3 separate regions of the Mus musculus genome follow, and all the other regions are linked to region 1. Evidence: chromatin contacts called from public HiCAR-type and HiChIP or PLAC-seq data. All regions are on one chromosome and are shown on one strand. Each heading gives the region's core, a stretch centred on a gene start, on an enhancer-like site or on the middle of the called end of the contact. The rest is flanking DNA. Distances are from core to core; before and after follow the strand shown.

Region 1 (5,026 bases), core at 1,341-3,840:
TTCAACCGGATCATGTATCTAACACAGCCAAAGCATTCGGACAAGGTAACCTGAGGGACCTAACTCCAAGGCAACCTGGTTACATCTTTGAGACTAGCTCAAAGGCTCCAGTGGCTTTCCACTGGCAGTGGGATCATTTGCTGGTGTTCTGGGAACTCTTCATTGGCCAGTGTAGTGGCTATTCGTGGTTGTCAGCGTGAATGAACTGCAATTCAGAACTGGAGGGCTCACCTGTGATCCTGATCTTGAGGCTGGGAGATACAAGTTTCTGACCTGGACCTTGCCATGGAGATCTTGAGGCATAGTGGCTATGAAACCCAGGAGACTAAGGCAAGGTCTCTGAGTTCACGGTCATCTGGGACAAAGCAAGCCCCAGATCCAGGTGTGGTGGTACACAACTTTAGTCTGGGCCACCCCTTCTACTGGAGACCTGCATAAGATATTGGAAGAAGGAGGATTCTCTCTCGCTCTCTTTCTTCTTCATCTGCTTGCCTTGTGGGACTAAGCACCTGCTAGATCCTTGGACTTCCATTCACAGCTGCTGCTGACCATTGTTGGGGGTTGGACTGCAGACTGTAAGTCATCAACAAATTCCCTTACTATATAGAGACTGCCCCTAAGTTCTGTGACTCTAGAGAACCCTGACTGATACAGCCTGCTTGACTTGGTTGACAGAAAGCTCTAGGAACTTTTCCTGTACTTTTTCCCGTACCTTGACCCCTGGGAATGTGCGAGACTGGGGTTGCTCACTCTCCTTTTTTTTTTTTTTTAACTTATTTATTTATTTTATGTATACGAGTACACTGTAGCTATCTTCAGACACACCAGAAGAGGGCATCAGATCCCATTACAGATGGTTGTGAGCCATGATGTGGTTGCTGGGAATTGAACTCAGGACCTCTGCAAGAGCAGTCAGTGCTCTTAACCTCTGAGCTATCTCTCCAGCCCCTCACTCTCCTTTTGAAGCATGTTTATTGTGAGCAAGAATGTAGACACAGGTAGTTGGTATAGCAAGGTATGTTGTATTAGGCTGCTCACCTGTATGACATATTAGCAAAAGGTCAGGTGCAGTCTCTAATAGTGGCCTCTGATTCAAGGGTCAGGATCCTGGGGAAGACTGTCCAGCTGCAGGGCCGATGAAGGTCTCTCCAGATGTGCAGAGCATTGCTCTTGTCTCTGTTTAGGTACTGTCCAGTGGAGGCCATGGGGTTCTAGGGCTGTGTCTGGTTATCTTGGGTCACTGGGTTCTGGTTATCAGGTGCAGCACTGGGTGTAGTGGAGTTCCTAACTAAGCTATTTTTTTCAGGTTTACCGGCTTTTTTTTTTTTTAAATATGCTCATTACATTTGGTTAATCGAAAATCTGAGGGATACCCCTGGGTGACTCAATTTAACCCATGTTTTTACCTTGGTTGCACGCCTGCCATGGGTTCCAAACTGTCCATTCCAAAGGACATACCATTAGCCTGGCTGAAGGCTAATCTAAAAGAGCTCTCTATGGGGAGACCTCAAGACACTAACTTGCTCAGCTCTTGGTCCCAATCTAGCCTCCATGCACATTGGACAAAGGCTACTGCTGGCCAAAACTTGGAAGTTTTGATTTTAATATCTAAATTGATTTAGATAACTTCATAAAACGAAATGGGAAGTGGCCTGAGGCCTCTCCCCCCATATTTCTGCATTCTTAACACCCTTACTATATAGGCTCCTCGAAGCCAGCTTTTTCCTCTGGTAGAGGAGTCCAACTTCCAGGAGGAGGACTGTGCCCCCTGCTGTGCGCACCAGTAATCACAGTCCTGACTGTTAAGAGGTCAGGCTCCCATCTCTCTTTTGCTCCCTGTCTGTTCCTTTGAACTGCCTCAGAAATCTAACAGAAAGGACGTGTACTAAACTCCTTTGTGTATACTTTGTGTACTCGTCTCTTATGACTCTCTCAGGGATACGCTTCCATTTAAGTAATCGTTAATAAAACCTTCAGAGCCGGGCGGTGGTGACACACGCCTTTAATCCCAGCATTTGGGAGGCAGAGGCAGGCAGATTTCCGAGTTCGAGGCCAGCCTGGTCTACAGAGTGAGCTCCGGGACAGCCAGGGTTACACAGAGAAACCCTGTCTCGAAAAATCAATTAATCAATCAATCAATCAATCAATCAACCAAACCTTCAATTCTGCTTCATAAACTGGCTAGTCCTAAAACCGTCCGCATGGAAGCCAAGAACTCGTTTGTCCCTCCTTCCCGCTTCTAGCATCCTCGGGATGCTGAGATGGCTGCAGCAGGCAGCAACATCTCCGACCCCGCTAAGCTGACAGGACGAGCACGATCCGGTTGGTTCCCACACAGCCAGATTTCTGTATGTCCCACGTTACCATCCCACTTCCCAGCCAACTCCTTGGCTGCATCCACAGGTTTCGCTCAAAACACAAGACACTCAGCAGCGGGCTCCCGCGCATGCGCCCTCCCTGCATTCCGCTTCTCTTTCGGCAGGCCAGGCCTCGCGCCGTCTTACGTCATTCACCCAGCGCCACGTCAGTGGAAGGCCCGGGGGCCTGTGCTGCGTGCGGCGCGCCCCGGGGACGACCCGGCTGGCGCCTGCACATCCACCGCGCGGCTCGGGAAAGCCTCAGAAAGGCCGGCGGATGCCGGCGAGAGGCGCGCGGGGCTGGGTGGTCGCAGAGCCCCGCGGCAGCATGGCTGGCGTGAAGCTGCAGAGGGTGAGGCGCGGGCGGGCGGCCGGCGGGCTGCCCGGCGCAGGCGTCCCGGCGATGTGTGGCGCTGGAGCGGCAGTGGGAGCGGCGGCGGCGGCGGCGGCGGCGGCGGCGGCAGCGGCGGCGGGCTCGGCTTCGGCTTCGCTACGGTGCTGGTGCCGGCGGCGGCGGGGAAGGCGGAGGCGGCGGCGCAGGCTTCTCCTCAGGAGCTGGCGAACCCAGGCCTAAGCGGCGGCCCCGCCAAAGCCCCGCACGGCGCTCCAGGCCGGGCCCCTCCCCGCCTCGCCCTGCCCCGGGAGCCTGCCTCCCCGGCCGGGGATGAGGCCGGGAAGCGGCTGCGCGGGGCCCAGCACAAAGGCTTGTCCCCAGGGGCCGCCGCCGCTGCCGCCGCCACCGCCGCCACCAGCTTAGAGCCGCCTGCGGAAGCCGAGCCGGCACCCGGACCTTCATCCCCTCCGCTCCCTAGGGGCGGGCGCTGCCCGTCTCCCCGAGCTCCGAGCCCTTTGCTTCCTCGGCTGCCAGGGGACGGGACAGCCGCGCAGCCTCCGCCGCTTCGGGCTGTGGGAGCCCAGCGGAGCATGTCGGAGGACAGCGACATGGAGAAAGCCATCAAGGTAAGCGGGAGATGCAACCCGTACCCTGCTTTGTCGACAACCGCGATTCCGCTCATCGTGGGCCTTGGGAAATAGAGAGAATTTGAATGGGAGGTAGAGGTTCTAGTTCCTAGCATCTAGTAAGTTCGGTTTTCGGCCTCCCGGGGAAGGGGACCGCATTTGAAGGCCCAGAGTGTTGGCTTGTGTAGGGTGGTGTCTCCGATTCCCTCTAGCCTCCTTGGTTGATGCAATTTGTGCTCAGCTAGAACGAAGTTGAGTAGTGTGGAGATACTTCATATGAGTGGGATATAAGAGGGCTTCTTAGGACTCTCATGTTTCCATCACCTCCAACTGTGTCCATTTGCATCTTGGTGACCCACTGCGACACTTGGCAGTGGCTCTGACCCCTCCTGATGGCTCTGAACCAAGCCTGTTTGAGACCTTCAACTTCAGGAGTTGCTTTACCTTTGCCCAAAACCTGCCCTTTGGCTTTTCCCTTCTCTGTGCGTTCATTTCCTTCTGTTCTCTTGTCTACTCTCAAGAATCAAGAGTTTATTTCTGAAGAGTTTAAAGCGCCCCGTATTCTAAAACGACCCCAAATGGGACTGGGAATATAGCCAGCTGGTAGAGTACTCACCATGCATGAACCCTTGGGTTTGATCCCTTGCACTGCATGAAACTGGCACGGGGAGGGGTCACCCCCCCCCCCACACACACACACGCGGGAGGATCAGTAGTTGAGGATCCCAGCCAATGCTGTGATTTAATATCTGGCTCAGAAGAGGAGCCTCAGTCCAAGCCTGGTGACCAGAGTAAGATCCTTAGACCCACATGGCTGGAGAGCACCAACTCTGGCAAGTTGCCCTCTCATCTTTGGAGACACACATTAAAAAAAAAATGAAATAAAAAGTTCAAGGTTGTCTTTGGCCACAAAGAGTAAAGAGGCCATCATGAAACTACAAACTCTTTTCTGTTTTTTGTTTTGTTTTGTTTTGTTTTTTTCGAGGCAGGGTTTCTCTGTGTAGCCCTGGCTGTCCTGGAACTCATTTTCTGTTTGAGGCTGGCCTCAAATTCAAAGATCCACCTGCCTCTGCCTCCCTGAGTGCTGGGATTAAAGGTGTTTGCCGCCGCCACCACCACCTACTAAAGTAGAGTTTGTTTAGAGTATTTTAAAATTTAAAGTGACAGCTTTGTTTTGTGTCAACATTCTTCATGTTTTTCTGTGTATTTGACAATTTCATACATTTAGTCTTCATTGATTTTGTTTCACCATTGAGAATATGTATATTTGCTGGGTTATGGTGGCATGTGCTTGAGGCCAGGAGTTCAAGGTTAGCCTAAGCAACACAGTGAGTTGCCATAACAAAAACAGATCAACAAAACAAAAAAGAAATGGAATGTCCTTAGTTTTGACTCAGTATCAATATTGTTCTTTTAGTCTTTAAATGTATTATACATTTTAAGTGTCTGTGTGTTTGTGTGTATATGAGTGCATGTACACACATGGAAATTGGTTCTCCTTCCATTATGTGAGTTCCAAGGATCCAACTCAGCTTGGCTACTGAATCCTTTTTGGGCATACTGAATCCTTTAAAAAAAAAAAGAAAAAAAAAAAAAAAAAAGAAACAAAAAACCGGAACTTTTTCTGGGGAGGGCTGGAGAGATGGCTCAGTGATTAAGAGGATGTATTGCTTTTGTAGAGGGCTCCAGTTTGGTTCTTAGAGGTCACA
Region 2 (5,026 bases), core at 1,014-3,513, 960 kb before region 1:
GGGCTCTCATTGGTTTCATGCATTTAAACTGTAGGCACTCAATAAATGATGAGCAGATGTTGGGGACTGTGCTTTGTACTGAGTATGGACCAGACAGACAAGCTTCATTCTCAAGTCTGGATGCCCTTACAAGATGCTAGGAGGCAGGCACCGAGCAGCTAAACAAAATCTACAGTGTATTTTCCATAGAAAAGTGCTAGGGCAGCAGAGACCCTTGAATAATGTGATAGTAGGCATCCTGGGGAGGGGAGCTGCTTTAGATAATAAAGCATCTTTCCGGGGGGTGGGGGGGACTCGGGGATTTAGCTCAGTGGTAGAGAGCTTGCCTAGCAAGCTCAAGGCCCTGGGTTCGGTCCTCAGCTCTGGAAAAACAAAACAAAAAAAACCACCAAACATCTTTCAGGAGGGGACCGGACAAGGAGGAAGATGGCCTGAGGGAAAAACTGGGAACCCGTGTTGTAGGGTGCACCTCCAGCCCCTGAAGGAGGGGACTACAGAACAAAAGCCAAACCCAGTGAGCATCACAGACAAACTAAGAGAGGTCATGACCTTCCTACTCTCAGTGCCCCTTGCTGTAGGTACGACAGAACTGGAATCCAGCTAGGAGGGAGACCCACCAGCTCTCCATCCCTCCCACCCTCTCACCCCCCACCTCGCAGGCAGTCACCTGATCCTCCAGAAGAGGCTGTGACCTAACCAGTTTCCACCTTGCTTCTAGGGAGTGCATTGCTATACACTAGAATTTTTGTTTGTTTGTTTCGTGTAGGGTTCTGTTGGTCCTGTTCCAAGTATCAATCAGAACTGCGTGCCAGCCTCCACTCCTTGGAAATAATTAAATGAAGTGACGTACTTGATTTTTTTTTTCAGTCGGGTAAAGCACCATGATTTGCATCTGCTGAAGGAATCTATCTTAAGTCTTGAGGCGGAGCCTTGTGGGACGTCTCAAGTGATTGGGGGGGGGGGGTGGCGTTGCTAAACACTCAAGAAGATGAAATGCTTTATTTTGCAATCTATGCCCTTCATGAAGCCGCATTTTGTGAAGATATTTGCAAATTCAATGCAAAGGGCCTCCTCCCTGTTAAGTATGGCTTCCCACATTCCTCTGCTTTTTAAATTTATTTTGTATGTTTTAGACAAGGTCCAACGTGGAAGACTGCTCCTAAACTCCTTCAGTGTCTGTCCATGACCTTGAACTCTTGATCCCGTGGCTTCCACTTCTGTTCGTGGGATCACAGGCGGGCTCCGTATAGCCTCTTTATATTGGCAAAATTACCTTGCATGCTAGGCTCTGTACAGACCTCACAGAAACAACAGATGATCTGTGGTTTAAGAATAGATTTGGGATTGAAGGCTCCTTCTCTCGCATTGGGGGAAGTGGAAGTCTTATATAGCAGCCATCATTTGGAAGCCAAAGCCAAGCCACCTAGCATAGCTGCTACAGCATAACCTGTGACTTCTATGCAGACGTGTGTCAAAGGCTGTGTGAGCTACTAAAAACGAAATAAAACTTCCTCCTTCCTCCCCCAAGAGTGGGATTCCCTGTCGGGGCACAGAACCCGCAGGGGAAGGAAGGGCTGGTGTTGGCGTGCGATGGAGATGAGGCTTTCGGCTGGGGGTGTGGGATGCGGTGTTCCCGAGGCGACAGATGAGCGCTTTTGGCTGTGTGGGAAGGGAACTGCGGAATTCCTCCCCTTGGTTGCTGAGGGGGGCTCTGAAGGAGACATTAGGATGCAGAGCACGGCTCGCGCTGCCCAGGACGCGGAGGCAAGCCAAGGACACCAGTGCGAGCGCGCCTCGGCCCCCCTGCGTTCCCGAGCCTCCCTGCCAATGCGCGGTCCCAGCCAGTCCCCAACCTCAGCGGCAGGGCAACCAGCACAGAGCGCCCACCCGTGAACTCCGCGCTCTATCCCCGCGCGCGGTCGATACGGGAAAAGCCGTGGCCCCGGAAAAGTCAGGCTCACCCTCCGCCCGCGCCGGTGGCCGCAGCGCATCGAGCACAGCGTGGACGCAGAGGTGGCCCTGGCCCCGTGCGCGCGCACAGGCGCCGCGCGCGGCCTCGATCCGGGTTCCTGGGGGGCGGCGCGCGGGAGGAGGCGGGGCCTGCTGGCGGCGTGGGCGCGCGGTGCGCGCGCGCGGGAGGGCGCCGGAGGAGGGGGCGGGGCCGCGCCGCCCGCGCCGCGCTGGGGGCTCTCTCGGCCAATGAGCGGCGTCCACATGCCGCGGCGGCGGCGAGAGGGGAGGCAGCGGCGGATAAATGCTATTAGAGCAGCCTCCGCGGAGCCGTCCCCGACGCCGCCACCTCCCGTCTCCTCCGCCGCAGTTCCCTCCGCCGCCGCTGTCGGGGGTGCAGAGCTGAGGGGCTCGGGCCGGCGCGCCGCGCAGCTCCTCTCCCGTCGCCTGCCTCGCGGTTCCCGGCGCCGAGGGCTCGGCCCGGCGCCGCTCCTCATCTGCGCCCCGTCTCCTCGGCGCAGCGCCCGGGGCCTGCGCTGCCCGCGGCCGGCTGGCAGCTGCTGAAGCGACCCACACTCGCGGCGGGGCGGGAGGCTCGCAGTCCCTCGGGCGGGCTCGGCGAGGCCGGGCCGCGTGCGGCGGTTTCTGGGGGAGGGGGCTCGGGTGATTCAGCGCCCCGGTCAGGCGGAAGCGGCCGCCGCCGCCGCGGAGGAGGAGGAGGAGAAGAAAAAGGAGGGGACAGCTGTCCGCGCCCGGGCGCCCGCGGTGGCACGAGCCCGCGGCCGGAGTGCGAGGCGGTAGGCGAGGAGGCCGCGGGGACGCGAGGCGAGGCCGGCCGGGGCCCCCGCAGCCATGGAGAACGCTCACACAAAGACCGTGGAGGAGGTGCTGGGCCACTTCGGGGTCAACGAGAGCACGGGGCTGAGCTTGGAGCAGGTCAAGAAGCTCAAGGAGAGATGGGGCTCCAACGGTAGGTGCGGGGCGCCGGGGCTGCAGCGGCGCGGCGCGGGCCCGAGCGCCAAGGAAGATGGCTGACCCGGCTCCACCTCGTGGGGCTTGGCTCGGCGCGGCGCCCGACGGCTGCGAGAGGCCGGGCGGTCCACGCGCGGGTCTGGGCCATCGCCGACCTCTAGGGGTCTCGAGCCGGTGACCTTCCCGGCCGGCGCTCAGCGAGTCGGATTGGGGGGGGGGGAGAGGGAGTGGGAAGGAGGGAGGAGGTTCCTGCGGCTGGGCTGAGTCCCCCGCGGATTTATGAGGCGTCGATGTTGTTGAGAAACCCTCGGACCGTTTCTTGTGCTCCCCAAAGTTGCACATCTGGCAGAAGTGATGACCCAGCTGAAATGACTGCATGGTCCTGGAGGCCGGAGAGGGCTTACGGGCAGTTCCGAGGCCACTGATTACCAGGGCTGAATAATTTTCTCGGGGTATCAAAGTGGAGACAGATTGTTGTACGTTCATACACCTATATCCGCCATTCAGACAACGATGGTGGTGAATTTAGCAGTTTTTAATAAAAGCGCTAATACAATATCTTCATTTTTCTTTCTGCTTTCCTCCTGACACGTTGCTGTCGAATTTCGGCCTTCTAGAATTGCCGGCTGAAGAAGGTAAATAATATTAACATGTTATTTTGGAGAGATGATGTGTGCAGGCTGATTGATGTGGACAATTGAAACAAATGGTTTGTTTTTTTTTTTTTTTTTTTTCCTTTCCTTTTCTAACAGGAAAAACCTTGCTGGAACTTGTGATTGAGCAGTTTGAAGACTTACTAGTTAGAATTTTACTGCTGGCAGCATGTATATCTTTCGTAAGTATTTAAAAAATTATTTTGTCTCCCCATAAAAGTTGAAAGAATTTCGTTGGGACACCAGAAAATAAATAATTACCATTGAGTTTCCGTGTTTAAAAACAAACAAACAAAATAACTCAAGAATTAGAGGGGGGAAAATGATAGAAGCTGTTTTGCTTAGGTTACAGTGCAGTGAGAGGTGACCCCTGACTGCGCAGGGTCTCTGGAATTCTTGTGTCTCACCAGTTTTTAGTATCAGAAAGTTCCTCACTCTAAGTCCTTTTCTGTTGGGGTTCTTCCATTTGTTATCATGTTGTAAGATCACACTACGATGATGTTGGGCACTCTGTAAATAGATCGTACAAAAGGAATATTCCAGTTGCTTTGCCTTCCTGGTGGTGGCAAGGTGACAGTTGTTCCTGACAGTGACAAGAATGATGACGGCAGTGATGGCACCACTGTTGACCAAATTTGGTCACTGACCTCTAGGGTGGCATCTAACCTGGACCCCTGTCTTGAGTGATTCCTAGAGTAAGAGAGCAAAGTTCAGTATTCTTGGTTCTAAATATTAAAGAGGGAATAAAGGTGAAGGTGGGGTTTTTGTTTGTTTTTTTTTCTTTCTTTCTTTCTTGTTCTGTATGTGCTTGAGCCAGTGTGGTTGCTAAGAAACTAGAGAAATGCAGAGAGAGACCTGCCTAAGAAAAGCTAATGGGGACGGCAAGGGTAGTTCTAGGTTATTAACATTTTACTCCAGGATTTTTTTTTCCTGGGCAGTGGACCTTATAGTTTCTTTTAAATGGTGATAATGGTATGCAGATGTTCTTAATCTTCATAACACACGCCAATTTTTATTCTTAGAACATTGTATTCTTATACTGTGATAGGAAGTGAAAAATCATACAGTACTTGTCTTAGGTTTCACAAAACTGATAACTGTATGGTTTCAATTATGTATTCACACGTTTAAGTCTGACCCAGGGGTTCTGTGGTCATGGCCTCTATGAAAACATTAGCTTAGAGGATTGTTTAGAGAACTTACTGAATTCAGGTAAAGGAAAGATTAATTTTTTAGCTATTTTTAAAATAATAGTTAATTGGCAGCAAAGGGGACTTTTAGGAGCAGTTGTATACATGAATTTTCTCCTGAAACTTTGGTTTGTCATCTACGTGTTGTGTACCCCTTACTCGCTAGCTCATTTCGTAAGAATTTCACCTGTGGTTTTCACTGAATAAAATTTATTAGATTCCCATAGGAGACCATTCAGCATACTGCTGAGTTATTTACTC
Region 3 (5,026 bases), core at 714-3,213, 880 kb before region 1:
CTAACGTGGAAAAGCATGGGTTAGCCCAATTCAGTCTAACTAGAGGAGGACGCTCTATAGCGTTCAAACAGTGCTAGAACGTTGTCCCGACCCAAGAGTAAAGATTAGGGCATTATCCCCAACACAGGAAACCATTTGCTATGAAGCACCACTAAGATTCTGGGGAAAAGTCCTCAACATCAACACAGAAGGCTGACAGAGACCAGTGTCCCTCGTGTCACACTAAGAAGCTGGTGACCGGGCTGGTGAGATGGCTCAGTGGGTAAGAGCACCCGACTGCTCTTCCGAAGGTCCGAAGTTCAAATCCCAGCAACCACATGGTGGCTCACAACCACCCGTAATGAGATCTGATGCCCTCTTCTGGAGTGTCTGAAGACAGTTACAGTGTACTTACATATAATAAATAAAAATAAATAAATAAATAAAATCTTTAAAAAAAAAAAAAAAAAGAAGCTGGTGACCAAATGATGTGTGTGCCTAGTCGGTCCAAAGCACACTAATGAATTGGAGTGGGGGGTAGTGACTGAATTACAGGCCCCTCACAGCCCTTTGGCTGTCTCACTAGACTAGCCTCAGCCACGCCAAATGCAAATGTCTGCACGGAGTAGAAGGCTACTGTAATGTTCTTTGGAAGCACTAGACAGTGGTGGACTGAAATACAAACTATCTCCAATCATAGACAGATCCACTCGCTCCTCTATGTTCTCCAGGGTGTGATCTTGGTCGACCTACTGGACCTCCCTGTAATAAACACATTTCCTTAGCATTTTTTTTTGTTTTGTTTTGTTTTGAGACAAGGTTTCTCTGTGTAGCCCTGGCTGTCCTGGAACTCACTCTGTACACCAGGCTGGCCTCGAACTCAGAAATCCGCCTGCCTCTGCCTCCCAAGTGCTGGGACTAAAGGCATGCGCCACCACTGCCCGGCTCAGGCAGCGGTTCTAAAGTGAAGCCACCGGTGCCAATGCTTGCTCTGAGAGCGCTCGGGCAGGAGGAGAAATTAGAGAAAAGGAATGACTAGGTTGACTTGCGGAGCCACGTCGAAGAGTGAGCAATGATGGGGAAATTTTTAAGCAAGGCCCTTACAGGCAATTCAAGCCTACAACTGTCCCGGGCTTCCTTTGAGACGCAGTAAACCCGGCTAGATAGAACTGTCACTCCATCGGTAGTGTTTTGCCTAGCACGCCTGAAATCCCTGGTTCGATCCCCAAGGTCCACACGCACACTGAGAGCATGGTGGGGGTGTAAAACACCAGTTAACCCCCCCCCCCCAGCTTCTGGGAGGCGTAGGCAGGAGGGTAAGAAGGTCAAGGTCTTCCTTGACTACACACACACACACACACAGCCTGGGGCAGGCTAGCCTGGGCTACAGGAGACCCCTGTTTGTAAACACAACCACACAAAACCAGTCACTCCCCGGCGGCAATGTCGGGCCTTACATTAGACTGCCAGGGTTCCTTTTAAATTAAAAAAAGGCGCCACCGCGCCCGCCACCGATGCTCTCAGTCTCGGAAAGTGGGGTCCCCTCCCTCCGCTGGGGTGGCACCCCCACGGCTGACACTCGGTGGACTGGGTCCCCGGGACTCAGGGGACTTCGTCGTTCTGGAAGGAGCCAGAACTCCGAGGCCACCGAGGCCGGATCCCGCGCAGCCCTCCGCGGGACCACACCGTCCCCCCGCCACCGCCAACCCCGGCTCCCGGGACCGCCACCTCCCCGCCTCTCCAACTCACGGGTTGTTGTTACTCATGGTGAGCAGCAGGCTGCTGAGGAGCCGCACGTTGGAGTGCAGTCCCGCAGCCGCCATGTCCCGCACGTGGTCTATCACACTCATCCTGCCCGGCAACACCGTGGCCCCCGGCGACACCGCGGCACCGGCAGCGGCGGACAGAACTCCCGGGAACCGAGAGCAGAGGCTCGGGGAAAGTTCCAAAATGGAGACGGCGCCGGGGTCCTTCCGGTCCAGACGCGGCTCCGCCCCCCGAAGATGGAGGTAGCCACGGACGTGCCTGAGTAAAAAGAAGCAGCGGCGAAAGGGTTTTCTCCATCATCATCATCTTCAAAGCCATCCCAGTAGGAATCGTAGTTTTGCTGCGCTAAAGACAGCCTGAGAGGAATGGATGCCTCGCGGAGGCTAGTAACAATGCACAGGAGTTCATCCTAAACACAGCGGAGGCGGAAAACGGACAGTTAAAAATTGAATTTTCGAATCAGGCGCGCAAGGGCTGGCTTTCTCCAACTACGGGAGCGTCCTAGGCGAAGGTGGCACGCCCCCCTCTCCTGGCGACTCTTGTCCCTGTCACTGGGAATAGATTCCTTGGTGCAAGGCATGGCTTGCCCGTCCAAGTGACCCGCTAGATCCAAGTGCGAAGAAAAGATAGTTACAGGGATGAGCTGGATCTCTGATCGCCCCACTGTCAACATCTCAAGCCTTTACGAACTCGTTACTGCATTGCATATTCACAAATCGCAATGCTGAAGCCATTTCCATAGAGGGAGAGAGCCGCCTCAGAAATTAAAACTGCATGCTCTTGCAGGGGAATTCGGTTCCTAGCACCTACCTGGTGGCTCACAACAGTCTGAAAGGCCAGCTCCAGGGCATCCGACTCCTTCCTCTGGCGTCTATGGGCACATACATGCATGTGGTGCACAGACATACACACTCAGGCATGCAGATACTCATAAAAATACATTGAAACAAACAAACAAACAAACAACAACAACTTGGATCTGGAGAGATGGCTCAGTGGTTAAGAGCACCGACTGCTATACCAGAGATCCTGAGTTCAATTCTCAGCAACCGCATGGTTGCTCAAAACCACATTTAATGGGATCTGATGCCCTCTTCTGGTGTGTCTGAAGAGAGCAATGGTGTACTCATATTCAATAAATAAATAACAACGTTGGCAGGGGGTGGTTTAATTCTAGCACTTGGGAGTTGGGCCGATCTCTGTGAGTTAAAGATTAGCCTGGTTTATAGGGTGAGTTCCAGGACAGCTAGGGATACGCAGAGAAACCCTGTTTGAAAACGCTTAAAACAAACAAACAAACAAACAAACAAATAAGTACTTTGAATTGTCAGTCCTTCTTTGCCGACAAGGAAACCAAAACTTTCAAATGTTGAAGCTGGGCAGCCTGAGAGTAAAACCACTTATCAGCAAGGCTAGTTTTGTAAATTCAATCCCCTGTGTGGGAGGAGAGACCTGACTCCTTCACGTTGTCCTCTGAGACAGCCGCATGTGCCTCTCACTCGCACAAAATAAATAACTACATGCAATTAAAATGTAAACAACTGAAGCTGTTTGCTTAAATTTGAGATTCAAGGCCATTTTTTAAAAAAGATTTAGTTATTTATTTTATGTATATGAGTATACACTGTAGCTGTCTTCAGACACACCAGAAGATAGCATCAGATACCTTTATAGTTGGTTGTGAGCCACCATGTGGTTGCTGAGAAATGAGTTCCGGACCTTGGAAGAACAGCCAGTGCTCTTAACCACTCAACCATCTCACTAGCCTATGACAAAGACATCTTGACCCCACGTGAGGAGTGGGTGTGGCAGCAGTCCCAAGAAGGTGCCCAGGACTGCAGCTAAGTCTTATGACTTGCACCTGACTTCCTCATACACCTGAAAATAAGCCACAACCTTCATGAGAGCTGCGCAGGTGCACCAGGATACTGGCGAATCCATTTTGGTGGAGACATGCCCCTGCTGCCCTGATTGGCTGAAGCTGCGTGCCTGGTGAGGTGATATGGCCTGCTGTGAGTGGATGGGGACTGAGAGTATATAAGAGTGAGAGGCCCGGGGTTAGAGAGAGAGAGATAAAGTTGGGAGAGAAAAAGATGAAGAGAGAGAGAGGGAGACTGAAGTTTGCTGAATAAACTGCTGTTAGAAGGACTGGTGGTCGTGTCGTTCTTGTTGGTCGAGAGTGGACGTGACAATTGGTGGCCCATTCGGGGAACCGACTCCCCCACCAACGAGTTCAGAACTTTCAGCAGTCAGTGTTTGCCAGCAGGGTAAGTTCACAGTAAGAGAAACTTACTACCCCAGGAGTTTGGGAAGGACCTCGGATAAAATAGAGGCAAATATAAAGTTGCCAGGAAGCAGGCACAAAATAACCCAGGAGTTTTGGGAAGGACCTCGGATAAAATAGAGGCAAATATAAAGTTGCCAGGAAGCAGGCACAAAGTAATGATAAGGTTCCCGGTTTTGGGACAAGTTAAGGTTCCCGGTTTTGGGACAAGTTAAGGCTCCCGTTTTTGGGGACAAGTTAAGGTTCACGGTTTTGGGACAAGTTGCACCAAGCACCATGGGGAATTGAGGTTTGCAGAGGAACAGAGGGTTTTACCAAAAGGGGTTTTGCCAGTCTGGAAGTTAGTGAGAAATTGCATAGAAGATAAAGATGTGACGTAGAACTCCAGAGAGGTAATGAGGGGCTGAATCAGGTGAGAGAGGAGTGCTCTCAATTGGTTTGGGAGAGAGAGTTTGCTTGTGTTTCCCCAGGATCACAACAGCTGTGGGTCCCAGAACGGCTGACCAGAGCAATTCAAAACAAGCAGAGCTATGAGGACGTGGATGTTCCTGTGGCTGGGAATGCTCCCGCTAGTGAGAACTGAAGAGCTATGTTGGGGAATTATGTCTGTGTTCCTGAGGCCCATGCCATTGATGCATTCAAGTGTTTCCTCAATTCTTTACATCTAATGCTTCACTACAATTGCCTTTTTTCTATGCTGCTTCAGCTAAAGGGATTGTTGCGTTTTCAGATGATTCAAAAATATTTCACAGATGAGTGATTGTGTTCAGCTGTATCTACTAAAGCTAATGCTACCTGGATTCCAGGGGTGTGGCCTGCCAGTATATCCAAGGGCAATGGTACTATACCCTCCCAACCTAGATGGGCCCCCCTTTTCTTTTTGTAGTAGTGTTCCTGATTCCCTTCCACCTTGGGCAGTGCCCCTTATATCTATGGTTGTTATGTGGGGTGAATGGTAGTTGCACTGATCTTTCCCCCTTAAGCCAGGTGGCTGGA

The links. HiCAR-type assays count read pairs that join an accessible place to other places. HiChIP or PLAC-seq counts read pairs in DNA pulled down with a chosen protein or histone mark.
Region 2: a contact with region 1 is called in a HiCAR-type map of astrocytes, with 2.1 times the contacts expected there. The contact joins the promoter of Atp2a2 here to the promoter of Mapkapk5 in region 1.
Region 3: an H3K27ac HiChIP or PLAC-seq map of extraembryonic endoderm stem cells shows a contact between it and region 1, with 13 times the contacts expected there. The contact joins the promoter of Anapc7 here to the promoter of Mapkapk5 in region 1. A contact is called at or near these places in 1 of 115 datasets of contacts at active chromatin or transcription factors (extraembryonic endoderm stem cells) and 1 of 9 other capture datasets (liver).

The regions. Positions count from the first base shown.
Region 1 is chr5:121,543,456-121,548,481 of GRCm38.p6, reverse strand. It overlaps Mapkapk5 (MAP kinase-activated protein kinase 5), which reads left to right and starts at 2,590. Exons shown (of 14, transcript NM_010765.2): 1 at 2,590-3,317. The coding sequence starts at 3,282.
Region 2 is chr5:122,499,462-122,504,487 of GRCm38.p6, reverse strand. Atp2a2 (ATPase, Ca++ transporting, cardiac muscle, slow twitch 2) reads left to right here and starts at 2,263. Exons shown (of 20, transcript NM_001110140.3): 1 at 2,263-2,920; 2 at 3,540-3,557; 3 at 3,675-3,757. The coding sequence starts at 2,803.
Region 3 is chr5:122,419,381-122,424,406 of GRCm38.p6, reverse strand. Anapc7 (anaphase promoting complex subunit 7) reads right to left here and starts at 1,963. Exons shown (of 11, transcript NM_019805.4): 1 at 1,729-1,963. The coding sequence starts at 1,829.